5 separate regions of the Mus musculus genome follow, and regions 2, 3, 4 and 5 are each linked to region 1. A link is a contact called in public promoter capture Hi-C data. All regions are on one chromosome and are shown on one strand. Each heading gives the region's core, a stretch centred on a gene start, on an enhancer-like site or on the middle of the called end of the contact. The rest is flanking DNA. Distances are from core to core; before and after follow the strand shown. Region 1 holds the start of Dop1a (DOP1 leucine zipper like protein A). Region 2 holds the start of Elovl4 (elongation of very long chain fatty acids (FEN1/Elo2, SUR4/Elo3, yeast)-like 4). Region 3 holds the start of Bckdhb (branched chain ketoacid dehydrogenase E1, beta polypeptide). Region 4 holds the start of Snhg5 (small nucleolar RNA host gene 5). Region 5 holds the start of Syncrip (synaptotagmin binding, cytoplasmic RNA interacting protein).

Region 1 (2,597 bases), core at 46-2,545:
CCCATGGTTTCACTGAACCTGCTTCCCCATAGAACCGAGGATCACCGACCCAGGCAGGGATAGCACCACCCAACATAGGCTAGGCCCTCCTAGGTCAATCACTATTTTAAAAAACGAGTTACAGTTAGGTCTTATGGAAGCATTTTCTCAATTGAGGTTCCCTCCTTTCAGAAGACTCTATCTTGTGTCAAGTTGACATAAAACTAGCCAGGACTGAAATCCTGTTTATTGATGTTCCATTTCATAATTTCATAGTTATAATTATCTGACATTGAACAAACTGGAAGCATTTCTAAATAGGTTTAATCCAAAGAGGATGGCGTATATCTGCAACCCCAGCATTTAGGAGACTGAGGCAGGATTGCTGAAAGTTCAAGGTCAGTTTGGGCTATGTGAGTACAGGGCCGTCTAGAGCTATGTGGCAAGACTGTCTCAAAACAAAAACTGGTCTTAAGTATACTGAAAATGTGATTTCAGATAACTTTTCTAATATCAACCTTTGAGGTGTTTTAAAGTTTATCATGTTGCTATATAAATTCCTGTTTCATTCCAACAATTTGAGATCATAAGAGGGAATAATAGCTTTAAAAAGTAAAAGCTTTGGGATGGAGGGTTGGCTTTGTGGTTAAGAGCACTTGGTTGCTGTTTCACAGGACTGGGAAGCTAGGTTTATAGCACTCATAATTGCTTGCAACTTCAGAGCATCTGACCTCTTTTTCTGGGCTCCATGCATGCACACACATACCTGTGGCACTCCCATATAAAATATAAGTAAATAATTTTTGAAAAAAAGCAAAGGTAACTACTATTTGGTGGCAACTCATTTATTTGAAGGACAATTGTTCTCTTATACTTTTAACACAGAATATTACTTAAATTTTGGCAATACTTAATATTGACACCTAGCAAAATACACAGCGTCCTCAGATTAGCGTGCTCCTCATATATGGTTTAAAACTAGAACACGCAAAAACACTTGTAAAGACAACAACCCTTTCGAATACGCGTTTGAAAGACGGCTAGATACAAAAAAAAGTGCTAAACTGGCTCTCGGTTTCACACAAACTGTGCCTGAAATGACGCGCATAAAGTGCTGGTGGATCCAGATGATCGTACTTAAATAATACTTCAAAACTGTTTTCAATTCCCCCATTCCATCAAAATGATGGTTCGCTGGCTCCTTGCTCACACCTTTCCCGCCTTCCCTCCGCCGTCTCTCCGGTCGCCCGCACGAGGGCGCTGTGGCGCCGGCTAGCCGTGGCCGCCGAGCAGCGGACGGGGACGGGGGCGGGGACGGAGGCCGCCGACGTCGACGCCGGCGTGGGCGCGCGCGGTGCACGCTGGTAGCTGTCACTAGGCCCTGGGCTGGCGGCCTTCGTGCGGCTGCCGCGGTTGCCAAGAGAGCGGCGCCAGCGGGGAGCAGCAGAGCCCGCGGCAGGTAACAGCGTCCCCGCCCCCGGCGCGGTCGCGCGGCGAGACGCGGCACGGTTCGGGCGAGCGTCTCCGGGCTTGGCCTGCGGTGGTGGCGTCGGGGTGTCACCGCCCGGCCCCCACCTGAGCCCGCCTCTGGGTGGAGGGAAACGGGCCCTGACCTGCCCGGGGCGAGCGGTGGGACCCGGGGCCTGTCCGCCCGTGGCCTTCGGCGGGCAGAGCCGGCACGGGGCTGAGGGGTGGTGTCACCTGGGCGCGGGTGCCCGGCGCCTTTGTTGGAGGCTTCCCGGCACCCCGTTGCCTCGCCAGCCCGGTGGGTCCCTTTTAGGATCGAGGCGACACCGAGGCCCGCCGATGTGCCGGTGCAGAGGGTTGGGAAGCAGAGCCAAGTTCACCAAGAGGAAGCCGAGCTAGCACACGGAAGTTGTTAACAGTCCTCACCTTTGATTTCCAAGGCTTTGAAAGTTGCCCCATCGCTGTACTTAACCTCACCCTCATCCTGTTGAGGAGGGAATAGCACGCAACTGTACTTTCTCCTCCCCAAGCAAATTGTGTCTTGTTAATTCTTATATTATCTCGGAGTTCTGTGGAGTTGAAGAAAACTCAGATTTAGAGATTGTAGTCAACAAACACATTTTTTTTTCTTCTCTTTTTTTTTTTTTTTTTTTTTTGATCGGAAAAATACAGGAGTCAACCTCATTTAGTAGCTCGCAACTATAGGGTCAAAACTTTTCATTCTGGAGATGATAGCCCCATATGTAGGTGTTAAGGTCTTGCCACTTTGAGGTTAGTTGTATTCGTATTAGCATGGCGTCGCTATGTGCTAGGCTATGTGCTAAGTAAGTCACAGGATTATCAATCCCTTGGTTCGTTGAGCTGACAGAAATTATAGCCCAGGTAGTCTGAATTCCTTGTTGTAATGGTTACTTCTAATTAAACTTTGTCATTCCTCAGAACTGCTAAAAGCAACCCCCTTTTGGGGACCCAATTTTTAATAAAGAATTTTTAAAACTGAAGGAAACATAGACCAAAAATGTGACACCATGACCCAAAGGTTAAATTTAATTGCTTTCCCATCTGTTGTGAAGAGCCCTACTTTGTAATTCCAATAGTAGAAACAACTGTAGCCTGGGGCTTGAGGGCTAAGGTTCAAAGCTCTGTTTTTG
Region 2 (2,597 bases), core at 65-2,564, 2.7 Mb before region 1:
AGGGTCACACTGCAAACACACAACACAAATTTAAAGCCCCAAACTATTCCCTGGGATCCTTTAAACTTAACGTTTAAGGTCTCGGAAACTTTTTAAAGCAACAAAGCAAGTGAAGAAATGTTAAAACGTGAACATTTATGTTACAATTACTTCTGCTAGGAAAACTAAGTCACTCAATGACAGCCCTGCTCTGCAAACTCAACAGCTGAAGGGAAAGTTCGCTAATTTCAGTACACTGTACTTATGCTTATGCAGGCTTCTGAGCCATCCTCTAGGTGCTGCTGCGGAGACCCCCAGCCCAAAGCCTGCCTTCTTTCCCCTCCCCCTGACGGCACTGCACTGCGCAAAGCTCTCGCAGAGGGTAGCCTAACAGATTTGCTACTGGGAAACCACAAAAAAACTAACGTTCTTCAAGAAGCTAAATAATGTTATTTTACTTTTCAGTCGAAATTATACTACAAAGAGGTTAGCTAAATGGAAGAAGATAATGAGTGGTTTGTCAAAGTCTTCAAGGAAGCTGAAGTAGCGGAGAGACAGGTATAGTCGCAGCCCTCGTCCGCCTCCAGGCCTATCGCTCTATAAGGAGTACCAGTGCATAAGATAATAGGCGAGCTCGGGAAATGCGGGCGTCAGGGCAGGGTGGTTCCTTGGCTGCACTGGTAGCATCTGGTTAAGTCAGCTCCTGCATTCGCGGAGCTGAAGAGATGGGAGTGTTGAGGGGATGGGGGGTGGGGGGGAGTACGCCTTGAGAGTCTCATCTGATTAACCAGTGCACAACCGCGAGGTCCGCGGCGCCGCATCTGCGGGGACCCGAGCGCCCCCAACAGCCTCAAGGCGCTGGGTAGGGGGCGCAGGGCCTTGCCTAGCGCTGAAGCCGGGGACTGGCGTCTGAGCCGTGGGCAGCCCAAGGAACACCCAGAGGAGATGGGTGAGGCCCCTCGCCTGTACCTGCAATGGTCCAGGTCCAGCGATAGAACTCCACGGTGTCGTTGAATGCCGTGGACATCGCGTTCAGGACGCTGCCGGGCTCTGAGTCCAGCAGCCCCATCTTGGCGAGGAGAGGTACGAGCAGCGGCGAGAAGAGAGGCTCCGATGGACCGTGGGCGACTGCGGCGGGAACCCTGCTGGCAGCGGCGTCTCCTCCTCCTCCAGGCGCCGCGACTGGGGATGCAGGCGGAGAGCAGCGGCGAACAGCAGAGACAAGAAGCCGGAGGGCGGAGGAGGAGGAGGACCAGCCACGAGCGCCCAGCGCTGCTCCTCTCTGTCGCCGCGCGCTGCCGCAGCTCCAATCCCCTCGCCCGCATCACGTGGCCGCGCGGGGCGGGGCGGCGCCTCCTCTCGCCCCGGGCGCGGGGATGCTGCGGTCGCGAGTGGTGGCCGGCTTGCGCAGGCGCGCTAAGGCCAGCCCCGGGCCACCACCTGGGCCACAGGAACGCCGCAGGGGGACACCTCGTACCCAGTCCTCCTCCCCTGCCTTCCTGCCCACGGTTACCTCTGTTCTGCCGGATGCAACGTGGGAAACCGGACGGGAAAAAGTGGGAGTTTGTGGGCAAAGATGAAGTACGCGATGCATTTCTGGTTCTTGCCTATCATTCACCTCCATCACATGTGCTTTTGCTGTCTTCGCCTGTGGCACGTGCTTGTCACCCAGACAAGGAAATGCGGGTGGTTTCACTGTAAAGGAATGCCATTTGTCTTAAGCAGCGGCAAAGGAGAGTAGTCTGTGGTCACCCCGTAAATATTATTAGCATGTAGTTAAATCCTTGTGAGTATTGAAAACAGCGACACTGGCCGATCAAAGCAATATAATTGTACCAAATTAGGCTATTGGTAGTTCAGAGAGGATGGAGCCATAAGAATAGGCTAAAAGAGTCCACTTGCACCACATGAGATTCAGGTCAATCTGAAAGGGTGATGCTGAGGAGAAAAAGAGCAGTTGACTTGTGAGAAGAAAGCAGTCTCTATGAATAAATAGCAACAACAATAACTGCAGCAACAAAATCACACTATGCCATTTTTATAGTTTCTGACATAAAGCAAGATTTCAGTGAATGGTCCAATAACAAGTTCATATGCGTTTTATTCAGATGTGCCATCCACTTTTGTTTCGGCTTTTTTTCTCCACTTGACTGATTTAGAATGCTTATTTTAGAGGTCACTGAGTCAAATGCTCAACGTTGTTAACATGAGTACTACCTGAGCCCTAACTCTGTGCTATAAATAGCAAGTCATAAATATTTATGGTGACAAAATTATAACGCACATCACTTCAGAGCATAGTGGGAGTTGTTTAAGTAGAGAGAGCTTCGGCGAGGAAGGCTAATTAAAGGTAACTGATTTGCTATATAACTCAGACCCCCACAGCCTTCTTTACATGCTTTATTCTGAAATCAACCAAATGATATGATTTATTAATTTGTCAAATCTGCTTGCCAGAATGAAGTTTCTCAAATTAAAGAATTTCTTACACCTCAATTCCTAGTTACGAATCTAGTAACTACAAAGAATTCTAGTCAAATTTCATTTCCTTTGTTAATGTGAGTATGAGTTAGGTTTCCCTTTGCTTATGGTATTGGTTGCTACCTCTGTATTGTCTT
Region 3 (2,597 bases), core at 52-2,551, 2.5 Mb before region 1:
CCTTTGCACCCACCTCACCTGTTGTGGAAGACTATGGTTCTCTGTGCTCTGCTTTGGCAACCTCTAATCCTCTGGGTGCAGGTCAGCCTTACCTCTGGAAGCATTTTGACCTTCAAGAGCTTGTTTCTCTTCATGCTGTTCTAAGTCTCTTACCACATTTGAATGCCACTGTCTAAGCTGTCTCCTTTGTGTGCATTTCTGAATACGTAGAATTCCATTTCTACTCTTACCCCGTGCTTCTTAGCTAAACCTAACATCTGTTAAGAGGTCACAAATACTACAGGAGGAATGTTTCTTCCTGGCTCCTTCCTCTCTGTTCTCTCAGTCTGTCATAATACTTTCTCCATTCTGGAATCCTTCCTCGAGATCTAGACATACTTTCTTGCCTCTGTTGTATTCTATTTTGATGGCTATCTTCCAACTCATGGCTAAGGAAGATAAATAAATACACACACACATATCATATATATGATATATATGCGATATCATATTTGATATGTATGTGATATATATGATATATATAAAACACTTAAATATTTTAAGATAAAATTTATAAAGTTGATTATTTTGACTTTAAATCAGTCATTCAACTTGCTTTTTTTTTTTTTTTTGGTTTTTTGAGACAGGGTTTCTCTGTGTAGCCCTGGCTGTCCTGGAACTCACTCTGTAGACCAGCCTGCCTCTGCCTCCCAAGTGCTGGGATTAAAGGCGTGCACCACCACCGCCCGGCAACTTGCATATTTCTAAGTTACACAGAGTAAGACCATTAGGTGATTTTTGCTGCACCTCGACTTTAAATTCCTAGTGGATTTGAAGGCCGAAATCTCTACTTACTATTTTTTGATATGATCTAAATCAGGATAAGCAAAATCAATTTTAAAGATTTAAATATATTTACTATTTCAAAATAAGAGTGAAGGCCTTTCCCGAATTCTAGATTTTTTCGGAAACTCGAAACCAACGCCTGTCTTTGCAATGACCATATTGCACTTACAGACTATGAGAAACACAGCCTAAAACGAAAACGCTACTGAAAAATGCACCGCAAAAATGACACTGCGAAAGAACACAGGCAGTCGCGTTGTGACACCCCAAGTCCTGCAGCTGATTTTGGGGTGGGACCCAGGGACCACATCTCAGGCTGCAGGGGCCTTGGTATGGCTTCCGTCTGGGCGGGCCGCCAGGTCATAGCGTCTCCATCCCCGCCCCCGAACTTCCGTCTCCGATTGGTCTCTTTCACGGACCCGCCCCTCGAGGCTGCCCAATGAGGAAGCCTGCGTCTTAGCTCCTCCCTCCCTGCCGGCAGCGTGGGCTGCGGTGCCTGAGAACTGGGGATGGCGGCGGTGGCTGCGCGCGCGGGTGGGCTGCTGTGGCTCCGGGCTGCGGGAGCAGAGCGGCGGCGGTGCGGACTGCGCTGCGCTGCGCTGGTGCAAGGCTTCCTGCAACCCGGGGGCGAGGACACGGCCCAGAAGCGGCGGGTGGCCCACTTCACTTTCCATCCGGACCCAGAGTCCCTGCAGTATGGTGAGATTTGGGGATCTTGCTGCATCCCGGCTCTATCCTTGCCTTGCCCTAGACTCTAGACTCTACTCTAGAGCCTCCTTGGTTCGGGTCAGTTTGCGTTCCTGTTACTCGTCCTTGGTGATTCTTCCCTTCAGATGCAGCCCCTGGAACTTCAAGATAGGTGAGAGGGCACTCTGCCTTCTGCTAGGGCCTGAGGGTGTAGAGGAGTTGTCCAAAGAGCGCTCCCCCGCCCCCTTCCCCTGAGTTCTATCCATGCTTTCCCCATATCAGGTCTTAGGTGTTAGCTTGTCCTAGACTGAGTCACTAACTTGAGGCAACTGTCTGTAAAACACTTGCCTTTTAATTTTCATTTGAAAATGTAAACCTAGGGAGTAAATACTAGAATTTGATTTTCTCAAGGTCACGAGACAGGTTCTGCCTAAAGATGGGAAAGAATCCAGACTTCTATTTCAGCCTCATACAGAGCTCCTGCTGGGCCCCGCTGTCACCTGGCCAAGCAGTATTCCATAGAGATGGTGGAGAAGAGCGAACAGAAGGGAATGGGGCAGGCTCCTGTCCTGCCACCTTTGCCTCACTCTGACTGTTTCTCCTGTAAGTTTTATGCAGTCGCCCTCCATCCTAGGTCTAACTGCAGAGCACCAGGAGAAAGTAAGGAAAACCTACACTGTTTTTTTTTTTTTTTTTGTCTAATAACTTGGGGCTGGCAGTTTTTGGAAGCCCATCTTTACTTGTGAACAATAATGGAATATTTAACCGAAAGCTTGCTATTGGTGAAATTTACATTCCTCATCTCATTTAGTTCATAGGACAAGATTTAATTTCATGTGAGGTAGGTCATGTTTTCATGTTTGCTTTGCAGTTAGATAAACGGAAGCCTTGAAGCAGATTATTCAACAGTACACAGGACATAAGTTCATGAGACATAGCGCCAATGGTCAGAATCTAGTAAGCAGGATTCCAGACTTGCCACTCCACGGAAGGCAATAAAGAGGCCTTTAGAAATAATTTCAATGACGGGGTTTCCCAGTTTTGTGAAATAGTAGGACTAGAAAGATGAACAGCAGTTCGTTTTT
Region 4 (2,597 bases), core at 70-2,569, 2.1 Mb after region 1:
TCGGGATAGGATCATCATAGACTAGACCAACGACAGTAAGCTCAGCAGAAAACAAAACAGAGCACCACTCACATGCACTCCTGCTGCAGGATCTTCACAGGCGGACTGGCATCTCTCGCAAGTTCTTGTGTCACTGGCCCTAAAATATAAAAACAAAAACACAGGCATTACGTCATTGCCAACATTAAAGAAGAACACAATAGTCCTTTGCAATGGTCCATCTCAGAAGCCAGATCCGTAATTATGGTTTTTCAACAGGAATTCAGGTTCGGGATAGGATCATCATAGACTAGACCAACGACAGTAAGCTCAGCAGAAAACAAAACAGAGCACCACTCACATGCACTTCTGCTGTAGGATCTTCACACGCAGGCTGGCATCTCACTGGTCAGCATTCACTACAGAAAGAGGTACCATGACATGCTATGAGTAAGAACTGCATTAACAAGACTACCACTTAAACACAATGGTCTTCTCTCAGAAGCTGCATTTATCTTCAGGTCATCATCTTCGGGATGTATTTCATCACTGTTCTGACCCGGTATGTCTCACAACTGTTTGTACAATCAATTTGTACACCATGCATTCACAACAGTCACTCCAAATTGCAAAGGCCAGAGTAGTTTGGCCAGGACTACTTCACAATACATTTCCAGGAACCCGGATTCTTACTTCACAACGGTATGTTTGCATGCTTACAAGGGAAAAAATCTAGGCTTCAATACACACCCTTTAAAACGGTCATGTTTTAAGCATGTTTCTTTCATTTATCAATTCTCTCAGATGCTTTGGGCTCCCCTCCATCTAATATAATGAAAAATCAAAAAACAAAATTTAAGCATCACACATCACTTCCTATTGCACTATAACAATATTCTTAAAATATAGAAGCTGCATCGCCTTTACCTTGGTTTCTTCTTGTAGCTGCTTTGAAGACGCGAAGAACAATGGCGCCATTGTCCTTGTGAACGTGCATATAATAGGATGTCTCTTTCGGTGACTCTAGTACCTTCGGAACAGCACAAAAGGCTGCAAACCCTGCTGTAAAAACCTACCCACGCGGGGACTCAGGAACTAGAACGCATGCGGCCTTCAGTCAGGCCGCTTAGTACGAATCTCACTGGGGCCCAGACTCCAATCCCGAAATATCATTAGCTGCTGCGCACTTCTCCGAGGAAGTTTACACCAGTACCCTAAGTTCAAGTCTCAGAAGCCTCCAAATCCTCGTTGCACCCCTATATTTCACTTGGTCATCCGACTGTAACTCACTCACCGACAAGACAAAGAATATCTTAGGCTCCGTCGTAAAAGAACGAGCCCGGTTCACCGCAGCTCCTTTTATAGTCTCCTTTGTGCGAGATCGAGGCTGCCCCTCCCTCTGTCACTGATTGGACGCGAGAGTACGTGGGGGCGTGGCTTTTCATGAAGCAACGCGTGGGAGCGCGCGCCTTGGACCTCTTTTTTTTTTTACAGGCCATTCCGGGGCGTGGTGCGCGCCGCCCGCCCGCCGCCGCGTGCATCTCCGTTGCTGCGCGCGCTCCCGCTGGCTCGCCGCCACCGGTCTCTTCCGAGTCTGGCGGGGTGGCTCAGCTCGACGTGGCGTGGGAGTGGCGCCAGAATTCAAACGAACTGCCGCAGTTGGAGGCGAGGTCACCGCCTGCTTCGAGCCTAGTCGACACGGACGGTCGGCGGCAGGGAGTGGCCTTGACTTCGCCGCGCAGGCAGCTTTGAGCGCCGCTGGTGGAGAAGCTTGGTTGCTACGGTGGCCAGCGCTGCGCTTGTGTATTCAGCGGGGCAGCCGAAGGGACCTGGGAGGACAGAATTACGCGGGTGAAAACCGAAAAGCTCTCCGTTTATCCTTCCTGCATTCTGGGGGTGCCGCTGGTCTGCAGACAGCCATGCTGTCCAGTGCAGGCTTATCCAACGCCTGCTTGGGCGCTCAACCAGGTCCAACACCAGATTCCCCCGCCCCCCCAAGTCTCCCACTCCGGGAAACAGACACTAGTGACAGTTATACTGTCAGAATGCTGAGAAGTTAAACATTCCGTTTCACAGAGGAGAAAGCAAGTCAAAAGCCGCCAGTTGGCCTAAGGTCACATAGCTATCCTTTGCTATTTTTTAAGTTTCTCCCTTCTAAATTATCTGCAGAAAAAAACTTAAGACTTCAAAGGTCAAATATATAATTCAAAGTAATTTAAATGTATGGATACACACATTTGGATATTTTAGCACTTGGAAGCTCGGGTCTTTATTTTGTAGCATTTTTTACTAATTATGTGTGCATTTGCTGTCAGTTTACATTAACAGTTATCCTCTGATCACCATACTTATAGACTGTGGCATGCATGCCCTCACACACATCATGCACACATGTGATAGTAATGGTAATAAGTGAATAAAAGCCGTTTGGGTAAGAACATCACATAAGGTTTGCCATAGAAAGAAGGTAGGGAATAGAATCACATGGTAAAAGCTTGTCACAGCATCTGGTTAAGGACTGTGCCTCTGGGCTACATTTCAAGCCTGTGGTCTTAATTTGGTTCTTTTTAAATCTATGTGCCCAGGTACACACATGCATGCAGAGGCTGAAGGGCAGC
Region 5 (2,597 bases), core at 74-2,573, 2.0 Mb after region 1:
TTCCAAAACGGAGAATAAGGTGTGTGAAGCAAGCAACGCTGGGCTTGTCTCTCTCCAAGGTAAACCAGAAAGTGCGCTTTTCCCGCCTGCCGCTTATAGATCAGTAACAACAGCCAGCGAAGAACAAAGCGCTCACACAAGCCACCTTCCCACCACCCAATTCCTCCACCCTTCACCCCCACACCCCAAAGCCCGCCCCCGACTCCGCACCCGGAGCGGCAGCCTCGCCACTGCGGCCGCCAGGAACCCATTAGAAACACGTGCTCTGCGCCTTCAAATGTCCTACAACTTCCTTCAACGGAAACCCACCGAGTACCGGGCCAAGACGGTCATCACCGCCTCCCAACATCAACCCGCAGTCGCGGTGCGAGCCCCCTGAACCGTGCAACCGCACCATCTCGCCCCTCAACACTGAGGCCGCCGCGGCGCCAGGCCACGGGCTTTCCCCGCCCCCCAGCGCTGCCGTCTCCGCCGTGACACATGGCTCTCCGCCCCGGGCGCTCCCGGGCGCCCGCGACCCCCAGCCTCCCGCACCCCTCGGTGCAGTGGCTGCGGCGCCGAGGCCGACAGCCCGCGCGGGGAGGGCGTTCCGCCGCCAAGCACACGCCCGCGGGAGCCGAGCACCGCCCAAGCCCGCCGGCCGGTCGCGGGACAGCACCCCGCGCCTCTCCGCCCACTCCCGCGCCGCCGGCCACGACAGCACCAAGTCCGCCGCTCGCGCTCCGCGCGGGCCATCGGGCTGTCGAGGCGCCTCCTCCCGGAGCGCCGCAGACAAAGCCCAGCCGCGGCTGCACATGGGGAGAGGAGGAAGTGGCGGCGCGGCCGCGGCCTACTCTCCGGCAGCCCCGGCCAACGTGCTCTTCTCTCCCCCTTGGAATCCATTTTCCAGAAAAGCCGGTTTCTCCCCGCGCCGCCCTCCCCCAAGCACCCTCCACAATGTCACGGAGCTCCCCTCCCGGACCCGGGGGCCCGCGGTCGTTACCTCCCCGCGGGGCTGGGGCCGAGGAATCCTGTCCGACCGGGTCGGCTGGCGGGGAACGCGTGCTCGCTGCTCCCTGTGTCCGGCGCGAGTGGAGCTGTTGTAAAATGGCGGCCGAAGCTCACGCCGCTGGCAGCAAACCCGATCCAGTTCCACTCGCCTCCGAGCGCGCTCCCGGTGCGCGCGCGCCCCCGCGTGACCCCCCTTCCCTCCCCTCCCTGGCGCGTCCGCTTCTCTCCCTCACTCCCTCAGCTCAGCCCCTGCCCTCCGACAGCTCCTCCTTCTCCCCTCGCCACCTCCGCCGGCCGCTAGCCGCCCTGTCCTCTCAGCCTTCGTCCTTCCTTCCCTGCACCTCCTCCCCCAGCTTCCCCACTCCCGTCCGCGGCCGCTCACACACGAGTGGCCGCCCTTCTTCCTCTCTGGCTCTCTCTGGCTTCACGCCCTCCCTCGCTAGCTCTCTCTCGGCCCCGTCCCCAGTCCCTGCCGAGTCGCTCTTTCTCTCTCCCGCGCTGACGTGACGACGCAGACGACGCCGCGGGACGCGCGCCCGCGAGCCCCGCCTCTCGCCCCGCCCCTAACTCCCGGTCGGGGGGGGGGGAGAGACCCCGCCCTTCCGCCGCGGCGACAGCGAGGGGCCGAGTGAATGAGAGACCCGCCCTCTGTGCGGACACTCCCTCTCGCTCCGCGGGCGGGGCCGCCGGCTCGGCGTGTCCCACTCGTTCTTTGTCAGGAGACAAGCATATCCCCACCCCGCCCTCCCCGCCCCCCACCGCCCCACCGCCGGCCTGGGCTCCGAGGGTGCCCGACGTTGGCTGCCCGCTCTGCCGGGGCTGGGGCTGTCGCCGCCGCGGCCGCCCCGCGCCCTGGGCGCTGGAGAAGCTGCAGGCGCACGTGTCCCCCGGGGCGGGGCGAGGCGAGGCAGACAATGGGGCTGCGGGGGAGGGGAGCTGCACGGGGAACGGCGGAGCTCGGGGCCACCCGGTGGCGGGGCTGGAGTTCGGGAGTCACCCCGGGGAGCCCCGGCTTCCGCTGCTAGACAATGGGGTATCCCGCGGCCCGGCGCGCGCCGTCCTCCGCTTCCACGAATACCCTGGGCGGAGGGAGGGGCGCCGCGGGTTTGCGAGGAAATCCCTGTGCCTCCGGCTCGGGGATGACAGGGAGGCCAGATTTGGAAGCTTAACCGACCCGGTGGTGTTGGATTGTGCAATATTCCGTTTCTGTCCCTGGCCTTTTAAGCAGTTAAGTGCTCCTCCTGGCACACTTTGAACAACTTGAAGCAGCACAAAGCTGCGTGATTAGGACTACTGTGAGGGAAATGTGTTTCTTTTCAAGCATCTTGGCAATTAAATGTTATGTGAAGTGACATTTCCTTTGTAACCATTTACTATGGACAAGAAAGACAAGACAAAGGCGTTTGTATCTCAGGCGATATGGATACTAATTTTATCCAGAGCGACTGTAATGAAAAATGGCATTATCCTCTTTGAAAAAAAAAACAAAAAACTACAATTAGAAAGCTACTTGTTCTTCCAAATGAGCTTTATGCTATGATAAGCCAGTAAGTAGTCCAAGGAAACTTAGATAAACACTCTTCAAAGTGCCTAGACACATAAAATTG

What was found. Promoter capture Hi-C pulls out the DNA fragments that hold promoters and counts their contacts. Capture Hi-C pulls out chosen DNA fragments and counts their contacts.
Region 2: a contact with region 1 is called in a promoter capture Hi-C map of pre-B cells. The contact joins the promoter of Elovl4 here to the promoter of Dop1a in region 1. A contact is called at or near these places in 8 of 39 promoter capture datasets (the 3T3-L1 cell line, cranial neural crest, embryonic stem cells and 4 more), 1 of 484 Hi-C or Micro-C datasets (cerebral cortex) and 2 of 115 datasets of contacts at active chromatin or transcription factors (forebrain and large pre-B cells).
Region 3: a promoter capture Hi-C map of adipose tissue shows a contact between it and region 1, with 6 times the contacts expected there. The contact joins the promoter of Bckdhb here to the promoter of Dop1a in region 1. A contact is called at or near these places in 6 of 39 promoter capture datasets (cranial neural crest, embryonic stem cells, erythroid cells and 3 more), 1 of 15 datasets of contacts at CTCF or cohesin (large pre-B cells), 5 of 115 datasets of contacts at active chromatin or transcription factors (astrocytes, embryonic forebrain, large pre-B cells and 2 more) and 2 of 9 other capture datasets (adipose tissue and liver).
Region 4: a promoter capture Hi-C map of pre-B cells shows a contact between it and region 1, with 11 times the contacts expected there. The contact joins the promoter of Snhg5 here to the promoter of Dop1a in region 1. A contact is called at or near these places in 2 of 39 promoter capture datasets (hippocampal neurons and pre-B cells), 2 of 484 Hi-C or Micro-C datasets (CD4 T cells and CD8 T cells), 1 of 115 datasets of contacts at active chromatin or transcription factors (pro-B cells) and 1 of 9 other capture datasets (adipose tissue).
Region 5: a promoter capture Hi-C map of pre-B cells shows a contact between it and region 1. The contact joins the promoter of Syncrip here to the promoter of Dop1a in region 1. A contact is called at or near these places in 5 of 39 promoter capture datasets (cranial neural crest, erythroid cells, hippocampal neurons and 2 more), 1 of 484 Hi-C or Micro-C datasets (CD4 T cells) and 2 of 115 datasets of contacts at active chromatin or transcription factors (embryonic forebrain and large pre-B cells).

Annotation. Positions count from the first base shown.
Region 1 is chr9:86,465,859-86,468,455 of GRCm38.p6, forward strand. It overlaps Dop1a (DOP1 leucine zipper like protein A), which reads left to right and starts at 1,296. Exons shown (of 39, transcript NM_177208.3): 1 at 1,296-1,438.
Region 2 is chr9:83,804,991-83,807,587 of GRCm38.p6, forward strand. It overlaps Elovl4 (elongation of very long chain fatty acids (FEN1/Elo2, SUR4/Elo3, yeast)-like 4), which reads right to left and starts at 1,315. Exons shown (of 6, transcript NM_148941.2): 1 at 949-1,315. The coding sequence starts at 1,048.
Region 3 is chr9:83,923,836-83,926,432 of GRCm38.p6, forward strand. Bckdhb (branched chain ketoacid dehydrogenase E1, beta polypeptide) reads left to right here and starts at 1,302. Exons shown (of 11, transcript NM_001305935.1): 1 at 1,302-1,524. The coding sequence starts at 1,335. Gm36278 (a long non-coding RNA gene) reads right to left here and starts at 1,170. Exons shown (of 4, transcript XR_379675.2): 1 at 995-1,170.
Region 4 is chr9:88,521,578-88,524,174 of GRCm38.p6, forward strand. Snhg5 (small nucleolar RNA host gene 5) reads right to left here and starts at 1,320. Exons shown (of 5, transcript NR_040721.1): 1 at 907-1,320; 2 at 730-804; 3 at 341-398; 4 at 73-139. It overlaps LOC115487267 (a small nucleolar RNA gene), which reads right to left and starts at 291; the gene lies at 220-291. It overlaps LOC115487269 (a small nucleolar RNA gene), which reads right to left and starts at 23; the gene lies at 1-23.
Region 5 is chr9:88,481,074-88,483,670 of GRCm38.p6, forward strand. Syncrip (synaptotagmin binding, cytoplasmic RNA interacting protein) reads right to left here and starts at 1,324. Exons shown (of 11, transcript NM_019666.2): 1 at 983-1,324.